Linked DNA regions of Nomascus leucogenys: region 1 is linked to region 2. The links are chromatin contacts, called in public Hi-C maps. All regions are on one chromosome and are shown on one strand. Each heading gives the region's core, a stretch centred on a gene start, on an enhancer-like site or on the middle of the called end of the contact. The rest is flanking DNA. Distances are from core to core; before and after follow the strand shown.

The links. Hi-C and Micro-C count contacts between places; a contact is called where the count stands out from the background.
Region 1: a contact with region 2 is called in a Hi-C map of a lymphoblastoid cell line, with 3 times the contacts expected there. The contact joins two enhancer-like sites. A contact is called at or near these places in 2 of 4 Hi-C or Micro-C datasets (both in a lymphoblastoid cell line).

Annotation. Positions count from the first base shown.
Region 1 is chr4:99,738,672-99,741,792 of Asia_NLE_v1, reverse strand. No RefSeq gene overlaps it. Among named protein-coding and RNA genes, the nearest start is that of RPL29, 27 kb to the left of the region's middle. Within about 2 kb of position 1,317, the one cell type or tissue checked has an H3K27ac peak away from gene starts, as active enhancers do. A contact at or near this core is called in a lymphoblastoid cell line, where this site is marked.
Region 2 is chr4:99,628,126-99,631,305 of Asia_NLE_v1, reverse strand. The region is part of intron 7 of POC1A (POC1 centriolar protein homolog A); the gene reads right to left. Among named protein-coding and RNA genes, the nearest start is that of POC1A, 21 kb to the right of the region's middle. Within about 2 kb of position 1,360, the one cell type or tissue checked has an H3K27ac peak away from gene starts, as active enhancers do. A contact at or near this core is called in a lymphoblastoid cell line, where this site is marked.

The sequences.
Region 1 (3,121 bases), core at 68-2,567, 110 kb before region 2:
GTGATGCTCACCCAATCAATTTTCACTGGCTTGGGGATATATTTTTTTAAGAAGACATTTTTTCCAGGGGGAAAAACACGCAGGAGCTATAATTAGTTGGGAAGAGGAAAGAAGAGCGGAGTGTGTGAATCACTAGCCCCAGTGACAGACTGTTGGAGCCGAGCAGAAGTTTCAAGAGAAGCCACTGGGGTGTGGGTGAGTTGGGGTGGTGTGTCGTGGGGATGGCGCGCTGCCGCAGGCAGGCTGGGGTCCTCGAACACCAGGTCCAGGGATGGGCACCTTCACCCCTCACCCTAAAGAGTCTTTTTGCCCCGCCTCTCCCCAGACCCTGTCACCCGACACCCTATCCCAGCGTTCAGCTTCTCTGCAGCCCCTGTCTGCCCTGACCGAACCCAGGACCTCTCCCCTCCCCAGTCCTTGCCGACACAAGCCTGAGCAGAGAGACTAGCACTCAAATGAGGAGAGAGAAACTGTAGAGGATTTGAGCTCCAGGGTTTGGAGACTGTCCAGTCCAACTCCTTATTCATTCATTCATTCATGCATGCATGCATTCATTCACTTAGTCATCAAATACTGAACTACTGCTCTGTGTCTAGCTCACAGACAAGCAAACTGAGGCCCAGGGAAGTGCCAGGCCTTGCCCAAGGCCATACATCTGTGAGTGGTGCAGCCTCTCTGCCTGTCCGTCATCACTAGCTCTGCTGAGCCAGGCCCTGGCCAGGGCTCTGACCACCAAGGTGACCACAACTGGAACCCACTCTCACAGAGCCCCTATCCCAATGGGGAGGCAACCAGGTACCCGTTAGACAAGGAACCTGGAGATGGTTCCTGACCAGCCTGGTGGACATAGAGGACTTCCCAGGGGAGGAGGAAAAGCAGCATGACAGCGGCCATCATGCTGGGAAGGACCTTAAGTGATTCAGTGTGCCTAAGCTCGGGGAGTGCCAGGAATTGGGGTCAGGGTTGCTAGAGACTGAGGCTTCTTGGACCAGGTCATTACAATGCCCATTTTGCCCACATTTCTCCTGAGCTCCTGCCTGAATGGGCGTGACCTGCTGGCCAGGGGCACCCTGGGGCAATGCTCACCATGTGGCCTTGGTCCTTGGAGACCCTCCACTAGTTCTTCCTGATGCCGGGAGCACCAGTCAGTCAGTGGGCCAGACAGTCAGTGACCAAGGAGTCTGGCCCTGGGTTTCTCCCTCCCTCCTTCTCCCCTGGCTGAGGACCAGCTGCCTGACTCTCTAGGGGCCCCAGCTCAGGCCTCAGGAGGGAGCACACTGGAGCAGTGTGGCCTGGAACTGAGAGCAGAGGCCCCAGGTCCCCAGGGAGGGGATGCTTCCTCCCCTGGGAGAGCGTGGCATCATTCGGCACACAGAGAGCTCCCTTCTAACCCCAGACCAAATTAGCCTTCCAAATTATAGGCTGCGTTTCCTCTAAATTGGAGACTGGGTGGGAGAACAGAGGCCCGGCTCTCCTTCCTGCTTCCTGTTCACAGAGGGCCCTCAGTTGGTCTAGTCCCAGATCACAGGACCAGATTCAGAAAGAATTCAGGACACACACACCCTCCTGCCCCTCAGTTCAGGGATCCCCAGGTCCCAGACCAGCATCCAGGGCTCAGGGGAAGCCTGTACCCTTCTGGGGTTTGACAACGAACTTAGAGCCAGCATGGTTCAGATAAGGCCAGCCCAGAGTTCTGAGGTCATTTTCGGGGGGAGGTCATTCATTCAAAACACACTTTCTGGGTACATTCTCTATGCCAGGTACAGGACAGAATGAGAAGGTGCACAGGTGGCTGTAGGAACGCCTGGTGAGGTTAGGGAGGGCTTCCTGGAGGAAGAGGCATATAAACTGAGACCCCAAAAATGAATGTGCTCTTGGTGAGGGGAAGAGAGCGGAAGACAATTATAGGCGGAAGGAGCATTGAACGAAAATCCCAGGAGCAGAGAGTGAGGGAGTGGGCATCAAGAAGTGGGTGGAAACATTGGTTTGCCCAGACTGGGGGGTGGGGAGGAGTGTCAGTCAGCCACATTGGGAGGATTGCATTTCATCAGGGAGGAGGCCTGTGAGCAGGGGTGAGGGGGTGGGGGTGCTGTGCAGAAGCAGGGCTGGACCCACTGCCTGACCCAGACAGAGGGCTCCTTGGGCTCTCTCACACTGGCCTCCCTTAGGCCCCTCCACATGGCCTCAGGCCTTTGGAGAAATAATTAAATTTACTTCAAGAAAAACATGGGACATGGGTTTTATTTCATGTGACCTGAAATGAAGGTGCCTTTCTATGTTTTTGCTAATTGGCTTGGGACTTTTCGTGGTTTTCTTTTAGAAGAAAATTATTTTAGATGTTGAGAATAAATGCAATTATTGTTTGGTGCTGCATGCAGAAATAAAAGGAAAACACCTCCCTGAGCTCACCCACTCCTGTGTCACAGAAGAGATAAGTGAGGTGGGGAGGGGAGACACCTGCACGACAAGGACCCATAGCCGTGACAGCCACAATAATTGCTCCGGGGCAGGAGAGGGATGGCTTTCAGGGCTCAAATAGGACAGACGATGCTTAGTGGGGAATATTCCTAACGGGGTGGAAGAGAGGAAATGGGAGATCCTCCAGCTTCTGATCTCACTTGCATACCTCTCCAGACATAGAGCTCACTGCTTACCAACTGCCTGGTAAATTTGCCTAGCTGCAGCTGTTGGACAGTCCTTCTTGAGTGAGGTGCTTCTCCCCTCAAACTCCCAGCCAAGGTTTTCTGCATCCTAACCTCTACCCACCCTCTGCCCTCAACTTTTCATCTTTCCCACCTTGGCCTGAATGGAGTCTGGGGCCAGGGTGGACTCCGTGGGTAGGGCCCTGGGCTTCTGCAGGCTGCATGACACTAGCTGTCCATTTGATCTGTCCTGGGAATATGGCCCCAGATGGCTGAGGTGGGTTCCAGGCTAGAGCCTCCCCAGCTGGCTGCCAACGTGTGCGCATGAGGAGAGGCACACAATCTGTTTCCTGGACGCCTGGGCTGTCAGCCTGCACATCCTGCCTGGACTGACCAGGTTGAGGACACAAGCCAGCGGGTAGAGGCAGGGCCAGACAATTTCATGGGCATTGACAGACAAGTGGAGCATCCCATTAGTG
Region 2 (3,180 bases), core at 111-2,610:
ACTTGGCCTCAATCAAAGATGTTTGCAAAGGTGACCGATGCAGGCTCTGGTGTTCCCAGGGCAAAGGCTGTGGAAGGAGGGCAATGCACCATACCCTGCAGGCAGCACCTCCCCCATCTGTCCACTCTCGTCTCAGGATGGGCAGATTTGAGAGACAGAGGGCCCTTTGTCACCCAGAGTCCCCAAGCCAGGGAATGAATGTTTTTGTCCCCACCAAAATTGATATTGAAATTGAATCCCCAGCCAGGCATGGTGGCTCACGCCTGTAATCCCAGCACTTTGGAGAAGGTGGATCACTTGAGGTCAGGAGTTCGAGACCAGCCTGGCCAACATGGTGAAACCCTGTGTCCACTAAAAACACAAAAAATTAGCTGGGTGTGGTGGCGTGCTCCTGTAATCCCAGCTACTCAGGACACTGAGGTGGGAGGATTGCTTGAACCCGGGAGACGGAGGTTGCAGTGAGCCGAGATCGCGCCACTGCACTCCAGCCTCGGCAACAGAGTGAGACTCCATCAAAAAAGAAAGAAAGAAAGAAAAGAAAGAAAGAGAAGAAAGAAAAGAAAGAAAGAAAGAGAAAGAAAGAAAGAAAGAAAGAAAGAAAAAGAAAAGAAAGAAAGAAAGAAAGAAAGAAAGAAAGAGAAAGGAAGGAAAGAAAGGAAAGAAAATAAAGAAAAAGAAAGAAAGAAAAAAAAGAAAAAGAAAAAGAAAGAAAGAAAGAAAGAAAGAGAAATTGAATCCCCAAGGTAACAGTGTTGGGAGGTGTGGCCTTTGGGAAGTGATTGAGTCACAAGGGCTCCGCCCTCATGAAGGGGATTAGGTGCACTTATGAAAGGGCTTGACAAAGGGAGTTTGGTCCTTTCTGCCCTTCCACCTTCTGCATGTGAGGACAGTGTTACTCCCCTCAGAGGATGCAGCATTCAAGCCCCATCTCAGAAGCAGAGGGCAGCCTTCCCCAAGGCTAGTACCTTGATCTGGGACTTCCATCATCTGGAACTGAGAAATAACTTTCTGTTCTTGATAAGTTACCCAGTCTCCAGTATTTTATTACGACAGCACAGAACAGACTAAAATAACCCCTTACTCTCACAAAATGAGCCTGCCCAAACAAACGGCCTCTCAAATGGGCCCATGTGTGCCACTCATGTGCCAGAGAGCCACCAAACCACCTGCACGCTGACTCCTGGCTGATAAGCTGCCCTCAACACCAGCACACAGGTCCAGCCCAGGAGACCCAGGGCTACACTGGGTGATAATCATCTTAGCTGGCACTTGGCAAGTCCCTCTGTCCTGGCGCTCCCTGTACCTTAGGAGACAACTGAAAGGTACATCGGGGTGAGTTTGGCCTCAACTCAGACAATAGAGTTGCAGCCCAACAGCACTGCACCCTGACCCTCCTTTTTCTACCCCAAACCTCCCCCACAGTTTCCCCAGAGGGCTTGCTGGGGCCCTTCTCCTGGCACCCGCAGAGCCCCCATGCCCAGGTCAAGGTCTGCCTCGTCCCACAGCAGCTCCCTGTGGCTGACCTCACTGCTGCTCACCCCCAGCCTGCACTGTCCACTTCTCAGATGCAGAAATAGAAGCTGTCCCACCAGCCCTAAGAGGCAGTGGCCCTCTCTCTCGCAGCTCTCCCAAGCCAACTCTGAGGACACAGCAGGTCCTCTGCATCCAAACCAAAGTTTCATGGGGCTCCTTTCTGCTGGATCAGAATGGGGTCATGTAGCAGCAAGATGGGGACACAAGCCGACATAAGCCTGCTGGTACCCTACCCAGACCTGTGAGCTAAACACAGGAGTGACATCTGTGGGAGTTACGTGGATCTCATGAAGACAGAGTAGACTGGTGGTTACCAGGGCTGGGATGAGGAAGGGGAGCCAGGGAATGAAGGGGTTAAAAAAAAAGAGAATATAAATATACTTATTACCACTGAACTGTACACTTAAAAATGGTAAAGATGGTGAATTATATACATATATGCTACCCCAGTAAAGATATATAAGTAAATAAAAACAAGAAGGCTGAATGCAGTGGCTCAGGCCTGTAATCCCAGCACTTTGGGAGGCCAAGGCAGGTGGATCACCTGAGGTCAGGAGTTTGAGACCAGCCTGGCCAACATGGTGAAACCCTGTCTCTACTAAAAATACAAAAATTAGCCAGGTGTGGTGGCAGGTTCCTGTAATCCCAGCTACTTGGGAGGCTGAGGCAGGAGAATCGCTTGAACCTGGGAGGTGGAGGTTGCAGTGAGCTGAGATCGCACCACTGCACTCCAGCCTGGGCGACAGGGCGAGACTCCGTCTCTGAATGAATGAATGAAAGAAACAAGAGTGAAATTACAAATGGAATTTTAAAAGTCATATGTACATGTGATAGAAACTGCATAGACACAGGTACTTGTCCCAGCTCTGGCACCCTAGAAGTCATAAGACCCCCTACTAATCCAGACAGCTCTCATTTTCACCACCTGGACTAAAAAAAAAAAAAAAAAAATGCTTTCCAACCTGCCATCCTCCTTTTCCATAGGACAGAAGCCCCAGGCACCCGAGACCCACTCGGGAGCCTTGGGCTGCTCAGCCACACAACTCAGGAAGTGGCTGATAGCAGCTGCTCTCCATCAGGCCCTTGGCCACCAGGATCCTACCACATCGTCACCTCCCGGAACAGAATGTGAAAGATGAAGTCACCAAAGAACCAGCTGCACATCTTCCTGGAAGGTCTGGGTGAATGGGAGCCCATGAGGACTCTACACCCACTGCAGAGTGCCCAGGCGGAACCCAGCCCCTTTGTCAGCAGGCCCCTGTGATGTGGCCCCCAGCCAGGCCCTCATCAGTAATGAACATCCTCAGAACCAGTTGGGTGACAACACAGGCCCAGCCCCTACGGATTTCTACCCCCGGCTGGAGCAAAGCTGCCTCTGATCCTAGCCACAGATCTCCATAAGCACTAGGTATTCTGCCCAGCCAGTGGACCCCTATCTTAACCAAATGCCCAAATTAAGGCTGCTCGATTGCACTATGCTCCCTTAGGAAGCCAACATTAGCTGACTCTGTTTTTTGGGGGTTTTTCTGTTTTGAGACAGTGTCTTGCTTTGTCACCCAGGCTGGAGTACAGTGGCACAATCACAGATCACTGCAGCCCCAGCTTCCCAGGCTCAAGCAATCCTCCCACTTCAGGCTCCCCACAAAG